Linked DNA regions of Anas platyrhynchos: region 2 is linked to region 1. The links are chromatin contacts, called in public Hi-C maps. All regions are on one chromosome and are shown on one strand. Each heading gives the region's core, a stretch centred on a gene start, on an enhancer-like site or on the middle of the called end of the contact. The rest is flanking DNA. Distances are from core to core; before and after follow the strand shown.

Evidence for each region. Hi-C and Micro-C count contacts between places; a contact is called where the count stands out from the background.
Region 2: a Hi-C map of subcutaneous adipose tissue shows a contact between it and region 1, with 3 times the contacts expected there. The contact joins two enhancer-like sites. A contact is called at or near these places in 5 of 8 Hi-C or Micro-C datasets (F1 follicle, liver, skeletal muscle and 1 more).

What each region holds. Positions count from the first base shown.
Region 1 is chr7:3,111,666-3,116,518 of IASCAAS_PekinDuck_T2T, reverse strand. It overlaps ACVR2A (activin A receptor type 2A), which reads left to right. Exons shown (of 12, transcript XM_021275966.4): 5 at 2,102-2,125. Among named protein-coding and RNA genes, the nearest start is that of ORC4, 34 kb to the right of the region's middle. Within about 2 kb of position 1,733, at least 1 of the 8 cell types and tissues checked has an H3K27ac peak or open chromatin away from gene starts, as enhancers often do. A contact at or near this core is called in subcutaneous adipose tissue, where this site is marked.
Region 2 is chr7:3,346,120-3,350,877 of IASCAAS_PekinDuck_T2T, reverse strand. The region is part of intron 2 of LOC101798800 (a long non-coding RNA gene); the gene reads right to left. Among named protein-coding and RNA genes, the nearest start is that of ACVR2A, 190 kb to the right of the region's middle. Within about 2 kb of position 3,302, at least 3 of the 8 cell types and tissues checked have an H3K27ac peak or open chromatin away from gene starts, as enhancers often do. A contact at or near this core is called in subcutaneous adipose tissue, where this site is marked.

The DNA of each region.
Region 1 (4,853 bases), core at 484-2,983:
GGTTACAAATTCCGCGGCAATTTCCCTAACCCCAGATAAAACCTTTAGAAGTAGTTTTCAGGCAGCATAAACAGTAAGTTAGTGTGTTTACATCTGTTTGCGTTAGGTGATGGCTATGTTGTGGGGTTTTGAATTACTCCCAACTTTTATAAAAGAGTTGTGTTGATCCCTGAAGTAAATATATTTGCTTTCCTTAATAGGCAGACACTGCTTAAACTGTTGATCCTTGCATTTCTAATGAAAGGCCTGGGATGGCGGTTTGTAGGGCTGAAAGGAGAGGCAGTGACCTTAAAATCAAAGGTCTATGATGTGCATACATCTCTTTTTGGAAAATATTATGTGTGCCTGGTGTATTAGAGCTGGGGGGGAGCTGATCCCATTAAGAGTGGTGAGCAGGACCCCAACTCCTCAGAGTTTCCCATTATCCCACCAGGAACAAGAAGTCTGTATTTATTTTTTACTTATTTTTAATGAATTTACTGAATTCTTAGTAAACAGAGAATATTAATAGCAAACAGACCTGCAAAATCATTCTCTCTAACACATTTTCTTTTACAGCCCTAGGAACAAAGTTTGCTGAACAACTGTTTCAGTGGTTTTAAGTTCCTTTAACAGTTCCTGTTTGTTCTGCTGCTGCCCCAGTAGCTGTGGGCAGGCAGGGATGTACCGATCGCTCTGCTCAGCAGCCATTCCCTGCCAGGCTCCCGGGTTGAGCAGCGTTTCTGTTTTGCTTGGCTGCTCTTCCAGGCGAAGGAACACGGGAGGCTTTGCAGGAGGAACTTCTGTGCTCGTGGGCTGTGGGGTTTGTGCTGCTGCCTTACTTGTAGGGGTTTTAAAGTACTCACAGGATGGCTGTTATTGTCCTGGAACCACCAAGAATGGAAATTAGTTCAAGGTTTAGGGTTTTCTATGATTTGTTTCCCCTTCCAAAGGTGCTTGCAGGCCGTACGAGCGCTGCCACTCTGCCCCAGAGCCTTGGGCTGGGTGCTGACCCCATCCCAGTGGCCCTGGCCGCCAGGGAGTCTGCTCAGCGCTCAGACAGCAAGCTGTAAATCCGACTGCAACCAGCCTAGCCTTCAAGAACTACTTCAGCCTTTCTATTATTAATTATTCAGATAATGCTAAGTGTGTGCTAGACGGTTCTCAAGCGCAGAGAGAAGGCTGCTGGCTCTGCGCTGGCGAATCCTAAGGATGTAAAGACAAAGGGTGAGGAAAGGGATGATTGCTCTGTTACGTGGCAGCTGAATGCTTCAACCGCCTGCATTTCCTGCTGCTGCACCAACTACCTGATGGAATTAGAGAAGACAAGGCTGAGGCACAGGTACAGGAGAAGCAGTGCAGGTGCCTGAGCTGCTCCACTTTGAAGCAGCACGGACAGGCTCGTCTCACTGAAATGTGTGCTAAGTTTCAGTAGCTGTGATCTGGGACGTAGATTTGGGTAACATTTTATCCGACAGTCTGTAAACTCATGATTTGGGTGCAATAGTCCTAAATACTGTAATCTATACATGCTGGGTAGTGTTCACTTGTTCTAGTTACAGCTCAAGCCTGCCAGATTTATTGATGAAATTGGGCACTGAAGATCCGGTATATGAAGACCTATTCGTTTGTGATGTTTAGTTGCAACTCAGACGCTTAAAAGTTTTCATTTTCCACAGCTAGTTACTAAATCCAGCACAGTCTTAACTTAAAAAATGCAACGCTGCCCTCTGCTGTACAGCGGTGAGCACATCGAGATGCCTCTGCATAGCTTGTGTCCGTGTAACACCCTGCATGCGTTCATGTACTGCTCTGTACTGATGGGACTGTTCAGGCACCTGTAATGGATGAGTCAATTTTTAATTATCAATGATCGATTCAGCTAATGGTCTGTATTGAAATCTTTATTTTCGCCCATTTTTCTTTGCTAACATATCAATGATTTTTTATTCATTTTAAATGATCTGTTATTAGCACGGAAGGTATTGCTATCCCCATGACTATTTTGGTTGTTGATCCGCAAGCAATTTATTTGGTCTCTTTTCTTATAAGCTGTTTTTTCATCCCATTCTTGATCTAAATAGTAATTTCTTTTGCCTGTGTTTTTTCCCCTCTCTACAAGCACGCCTTTCATATAATGATTGAGGTAAGATGCATTGATGTTTGTTCATGGTTATGGAACTTTCTGTGGACTTGTAAGAAGTTGTTTTGGTATCAATTCCGTTCTTCCAGTAATGTGGACCAGAAATTCGTGAGCATGCGGGGTTTAAAAACGCAGCTTTAGCCTTTTCTTAAAGTTGCCTACAATTTCTCAGGCTGTGGAGTTGTGTCTGCAGGGTTTGATGAAGAAATCCTCCGGGCATCGCTGGTTTGTGGCTCTTCAGCTACAGACGAGCTCAGAGCAGCCTGTGTCACTCCCACCCGTGTGCTGCATCGCAGGGGCAGGGGCAGGGCCCTGCTGGCACAGCACTTGCTGGGGTCTCAGTTTGGGGCCATGGGAGCAGCACAGAGAGCAGGGGCTGGGGCTGACGTTCCCATGTAGGCGATGGCCCCGAAGGCAGCAGCATGTCCTGCTCGGGTCCCTCCAGTCTGAGAAACACTCCCTGGAGAGAAAAGCTCTTCTACATCTTAAGACTACTGTGATCTTCGTACTGGCCAGGAGTGGTTTTTACATGTATTAGATCACTGATTCTTCACGTGAAACTACAAGTAACTGAACTGTTTATTCAGGAACTGTGGTCGTTACCGGTAGACTTTTTACATAAATATTGAAGAAGTTGAGATTTGAGTTGCGGTATGAATGTACAGTTTTTGTTGTCTCTCTGTCAGTCTCATGTTGTTCTCTGATAGCCAGGATGCTTTGTAACTGTAATTTAGAAGAAAACAGAATGCTGCTATGGCAATATTCTGAGCATCTTGCACCTGGAAAGAGTTGTCAGAGGCCCTTCTATTCCCACTGCTGTCTTGCTTCAAGTGACTTGATTTCTGTTAGGGAAGGAGTATTCTGGCTACAAGCAATTACCTTGTTTCATATTAATTAGGGGAGTATGTCATATATGCACTGCAAAATACAGGGGAATTCGTGGGGCAAACAAGAGAAGAATTGTCACTATTAAGAGAAAACAAAACGATGCTGGGGAATTAAAGGTTGAAATTTGGATACGTGTTATAGTCAATTTTAGACTAAATTACAGAATTTACAAAGTCTGACTCCTTTTATTCTTGTCCCGACTTCACCCATCATCTGATTGAAAATAAACCAAGCCCAAGCTTGAAAGGGAGGAGAATGATCTTTAAAGGGGAACCTGTTGACCATATTAACAAAAAAATAGCTGTAGTATAAATGTAACCAAGGGGAAACAAAGCAAAATTTAAGAAAGAGAATTGCATGGGCTCTGGAAGCTTTATTTTGGAGTCAGGAAAGAGAAACGTGATTATATATGACCCCATTTGGATAATCGGTCCCTTTATAGAGGATAAATCATCTGATTCAACTGCCGTGTGAGAGAAATGGCTGGGGAAGAACTCAAGCACTGATGGCCTGTGGTGGGGCAGTCTTCAGACAACCTGTCCCGTTTGGCACATCCTTAAGGGAAGTGTGGCTTCACAGTGAAGCTCCACAACCATTCTTGAGTCATGGAGGGAAGATACCATTCTTAAGATACCATTCTTAAACTTTAAGCGTTATTTTTTTCCTTTTTATAAATAAATTGGCATGTGATCTACAGCTGCCTGCAACTCCCAGCTCTAAAAATGGGAACCAAAAAGTAGTTTAACCTTTGAAAACTACAGCGTGGCACAGCACAGCGAGGTGTGCATGGTTCCGAGATCACCTTCCAACCTGAACTGATGGTTTTAATGGCCAGAGGCTTTGAGCTACGGGAAGAAGAAAGCGTAGTGACCTGTTCTGCATCCTGAGGCCATCGGTTCAGGTGCTGTTGGCTGTTTTTATCTGGCAGAGGATCTGTGCAGCGGTGCTCACCATGCCACCTGCCCAGGGTGAGGAGAGAGTCCTGCTTCCCTCCGCCTTCCAGAGCTTTTTCTGTTAACGCGGACCTTGCTGCAAGCAGATGCAATTTGCTAAACTATTAGAAAAATAATGTGATTAGAAGGGGGGTGAAAAAGCTTTCTGACAACGTAGCATCGTACCTTGATTCACCGTGCAGCAAGCAGAGTCAGTCCGAGGGAGAAAGGGCCGGGGAAGGCTGGGCAGCAGGAGAGGGGCTGCATTTGGACAGCTGAGGCAGGCTGATACACCCCATAATACCTTAGCTCACATTATATCATCCGCCTTGGCGCCGCAGAGATGGTTTTCAAAAGCCACGCACAAGTAATGATGCCTGTGGCACAGTAAATATTTCTGCTCAGCAGCAGAGCAGGTTGCAAATACCGTCAGGGAATGGCTCTGCATAAATCAGGATCGGTAATTTTAGAGCAAATGGCTGTTGGGTTTAGTGAAATCGTTTAGGAAAAAAATAGAAAAAAGTGTAGAACTTTATTTACATTAACAGAAGACAATTACACTTTCCATTTTAAATCAGGATTTGTTTTGATCTCTGTGTGTGGGTGTGTTAACTTCTTCATTGCAAGCAGGAAGTTCTGACTTCACAGAAATGTTTCAACACCCAGAGAAACACGCGGGGAACCGCAGGAGGCTGCTGTGTAATGCAGCGGGGAAAGATTTTGAAATGCCAGGATTTTCTAGGAAAAGCAAAATCCAGGTGTATGAGAAGTATCCCATTGGTCTAGGGTGAGAGTTAGCCGCCCTGTTTTCTTTTTTATCTGGTTTTTACTCAGGAGTGATGCAGGTGCTGTAATCCAGCTGTTTTCATCAGATCTCTGAGAAGTGTCAGTGGTCTTCTGCTTGATGGTCA
Region 2 (4,758 bases), core at 2,053-4,552, 230 kb before region 1:
CAAGATTCAGCTCAGAGAGAGCTGCAGCATGACTTTTGTTTGATCTCCAAGCTGAGATGACGGATGCTGCACGTTGCTACTTGTATTTGGTGGCCTGCCTTGGTCACTCAGAGTATCCTAGCTGAGAGCATCCAGGAGAGATGATCCAGACCTTCAGCAGCTGCCTGCAGAAGAGCACAAAGGATCGCAGCACTCACTGACCAGCACCCAGGTCCCCAGCAGCCCTGCTGAGCACACGGCCGTCATCACGGGCCCACCTTGTGCAGCCCCATGCACCTTGCTCCTTACCAAACGGGTGCCCTTATCCATCACCAGGCAATAGGGAGAGACATTCGCAGCTTTCCCAGGAAAAAATATTACCAACTGGGATTGATTTTTACTGTTTTAAAACTAACATTAGCAAATGTGATTGCATGGTGCACAGATCTGTCAAATTTGTTCTCAGCTGCAGTCCCGAAACATATCATTATCGTGTGCTGTGTGAGCAAAGCTGGGCTTGGCTTTCATGTGACTGTGCTCTAAATTAGTTTATGGGTAATGTTCCTTTACAATGTGTTCAATCTTTTGCTCCATCTTATCTTAATGAGTACTTAACCTCTTAAAAATAGGTTGCAGCCAGAGAGACTGAAAACAGAGTATTAAAGGCTCCAAGAAAACCACAGGAATGAATGTCCTTGCTCAGGTAGCTCTGTCCTCCCTGAACACAACTTCTTTAGAGGGCAGTTTACAAAGTTTTCAGCTGCACTGGAAAAATATAATGCCTGTTACATTCATTTAAAAACTCATTTGTAATTAGGTGTTAACAGTGATTGGTTTCTACTTTTTATAAATATGTAGGGAAAATCACGGACTGACAAATGTGCTTTTCTTCTGGAAGGCTCCAGCTGCTGCATTTGGAACCTCAGCAGCTTTGTTTTGGATACCTTTTAAAGTATATGTACGCTTAGAAACTTTTAAAAAGGGAAATGGTGCTTTATAAAAAGTAACTAAGATCTGAACCCAAAGCTGGCAGTTTCCTGGCCATCAGCTGGTCTGCGTGCACTGCACCCCACGGCAGGATTTCAGCATCTGACCATGCTTCAGGTGCGGGATCAGGGCTGAATTCAGGCCACAGCCCGGAGCAACCGCTCTCACCACCCACTTCTGCTGGAAGGCTGGAAACCTCAGCAAACATTGTATGTTTTGGCCTGACCCCGGGTGGGTGCTGGTGTCCTCCAGCCGCACACCAGAGGTGCTGCAGGGCTCCTGCTGCGGCCGGAGCCGTTCGTGCCTCGCAACGGGAGCAGCTGCTCTGAGGCCTGGAACTGAGACAGCCTCCATTTTACAGTACAGACAGAGCTGCAGCACATGTTAGATAAAATAACCATCTCATTTAATCCCCTTACATCCCTGGAGAAGCCCAGGAGCAGGCTCCGGATTTGTGCCAGCGCAGCAGCACCTTGTAAAACTTCCCAGCAAACAAGGTGTGCAATGCTGGGCTTCCTTCGTCAGGGTAACAAAACAGGTTCCGCTCCCTGCTCTTCGTGCATTTAATTTGAGTGTGATTTGAGACAGAGAGATTATGATTTCCTCTTAAAAAGCCTCCTTTCTTGTACTTCTCAGCTGGCCCATAACTCAGGCAGGGAATTGCACAAAGAAGTGGGGGATGGACAAGCTGTCCCCACACCCTGTCTCCTCAGGAAACTCACTGTCATCTGGAATTAATTACTTACCTTTTTTTTTTTTTTCTTTTTAAATACATATAATTTCGAGTTCATGGTCCAGCATCTCTGATTCATAGTAATAAAGATTGCACAATAGCAGAATTGTGGAGAACAAAGGTTAATCTGAGGCTACGATACCCCTCCTAATGAGATATAACTGGAAGCACATGCAGATTTCAGAGACAGCAAATACCTGCAGCACCATTGATCTTTAATTTCTGAAGAGATGATAAGATTAGAAATGAGTCCGTTTCAACATGCACAAGGGGAGGCAGAGAGAAAAAGCAAAGAAATATTCAAACCCAGCAGATTCTGCCCCGTGATTCTCTTGAGATGCACCAGGGCAGTCCTTACGTATCACGTAAGAGCTCTACGCCACCTACACCTTCTCCATTTAAACACCAGAGTTTTTAGGCAATATGAAAACCAACAAAGAAGAGAGCACAGGTCTGTGTGCCAGCCTCAGACACTTCAAATCCACAGCTAGCTCTTTCTCTAACTCCAGAAGCATGAGCTAGTTTAAAACAATGCTTTGTAATGTCCAGTTTTGGTATTTTCGGATTTGCTCGCAAGCCGACGAGGACTGGACATGTCTTTTTTCGTTCCAGAGAGCCTGACGCACTCAGGGGCTGCGGCTTTGGGAAGAATCCCATATATGCTGAGGCTCTGACCAACACGATGAGATCTGGCAGCAGCAAGACCGTGCTCTCAAACAGAAACGAAGCAAGCAAAAAGCACCAGAGAGGCAGAGGGGAGGATGGAAAAGTGAGAGGAGAGTAAAGAAATGGCATTTGGGAAGCATGACGAGCTGTTAGCGAGGTCAGAACTAAAGCTGTTCCAGGAGTTTCTGATGAAATGCTCTTTTGTTCAAAAATGCTGATGTGCTGAAATCAAAATGATTCGGGAGAACGTATCAATCTGATAGGACTTGTTCCTGCCGGGTCATTTGCCTACTTGTTTTACTAGAAGCCTTGGCTGCTAGACAGCCGCTCTGATGGGCTATTGGGAAAGCAAGGTTCCCAGGCTCCCCAGAATCTCAGTATTAAAAAAAATTAATTATTGATACAAGCCTGAGTTATGCGTGTTCGCCTTATCAAATTATCTGTAGCTGTGCCTGTAGCATGGGAGTAGCACATCTGATATGCTTTAATGATGCAAAAAGCTCGCTCAAGAAGCAGCGAAGCCAAGCGGAGCAATGCTCCTGCTCTGCACTCCCTCTCGCTAAAAACGTTAGAAAAAGAAAAAAAAAGAAAAAAAAAAAAAAAAAGAGGAGAAATAAAAAGTGCAGTGCTTTCCTTCAAATGCTATGTAGAAGTTTTAAACAGTTAAGGCTTCCCCGTTTCTATTAGGCAGGATCATTTGAGCCAAGCCCCGAGTCTGCTGCTATGAATGGTGACTTTGTAGTATAATGCATTTTCACGGTGAAATCATAATATCCTGGGCATTTGGGGCTGTATTATACTATAAAAACGAAGGCCAGCTCCCTCCGGCTATTACATTTTTGGACTGGTATTTGATCTATTAAGTTCTGCAGCTTTCTTCTGGCCGCAGCAGCACAACTGGCAGCTGCTCTGCATTTTGCAGCGATGCCGTTAGGTGGTGCCTGAACCAGGAGATTGCAGGCAAGAGAAGCAAGGTCTCCTGTGCTGCCCAGGCAGCCTGCCACGGCTGGAGCTGCTCGATAAATATTTTATTCTAGCAATTAAAGAAGAAAAAAAAATTGAAAGGGAAAAAAAAAAAAAAAAAAAAGGAAAAAAAAAATAGCATGTTTTGGGATTCAGTTTAACAATCTCGCTGATTTCTAGGCTTGGCAAAGGTGAGTAATTAAATAAATAAATAGTCAGCTCTTCCTCCCGCCTCAAGCATCTCCGCTGACACACACACACGCTCCTTTAAGTGAGCCTCTGCTTCTCCAGGGCTCAGCCAAATTTCTGCTCATCATGCCCTAGATCTCTATCTCTCTCCAAGGTTGATAACTGGATTTCCAGTAAGTTTTGAGTCAGAGATGGAAATACTATTTAATGTACCAGCTCCAACAGGGGTTTCCAGGAAAAACTCTTCAAGTGCAGAGCAGGGTAAATACTTTGTACATAAGGAAGATCTTGCTAGCAATCAGGAAAAAATCCTGATTTTGCATGGAAAAATAATAGTTCATTTCTTCCCCCCTTCAAACACCTGCAGACAGTCCCTTTCCGTAAAATGATCTCTCCGGATACATTTATAAATGTTCATAGTTTCTCTTTAACATTACATTCATGGAAGCTGCCCTGTGATAGCCACTAACTGAGGTCATTAATTAAATAATTGCGTCCTGCTTGGGATAGCCTGTGACCCTTCTGTCTAACCCGGGGCTCCCATTTTGTTATTCTTTTTTTCTCCCTTAACCAATCCATCAGCCACCAGCATTCCTCCATCTTGCAGTGACCTGTACGTATGTCATGGCGTTTCAATTCCATCTTCCAAAGAAGAATTTTCAATACTTTTGTTGCAAATGTTGGGAGATCCTCAAGCAGCATGATGACAGGTTCAACCCATTCGCACAGTGTAAGAGCACAGCAATCCCCTCCTCGTGTGTCCTGCCAGCCGTGGGCAGCAGCCAGCGCAGGGACTTCCCCAGCAAGCCCTCACACCCACATCAGAGCCACAAATTAATTCCTCACTCAAATTTTGTCTAACCCTTTGGACAACCCCTGACTCCCACAGCCACCCTGCCACTTGGGAGCCACAGTCCAACCCCATTTTATTAGTAAGCGCTCCTTTCAAAACCAAAAGTTCCTCCTCTAACTGCTAAGAAGCTGTTTAGAAACCTCTGATTTGCTTATGTACTGCATGGAAGGAATAAAAAATGAATACGTCAAAACATGAAGTTGAATATTGGGGTTACCAAAGGCAGAGATGCTCCTAGCACTTATATGAGCACTCACGGTTCATAAATCCCTCCAAGAGGACCAAGCAGCTTCCTCACCTCTTCAGAAGTTATCCTAAATATCACGAGGTGGAGGGCAGCCGGACAAAAGATATAAAGGGAGGCAGCTGATCTGTTTTAAAGCCTCTC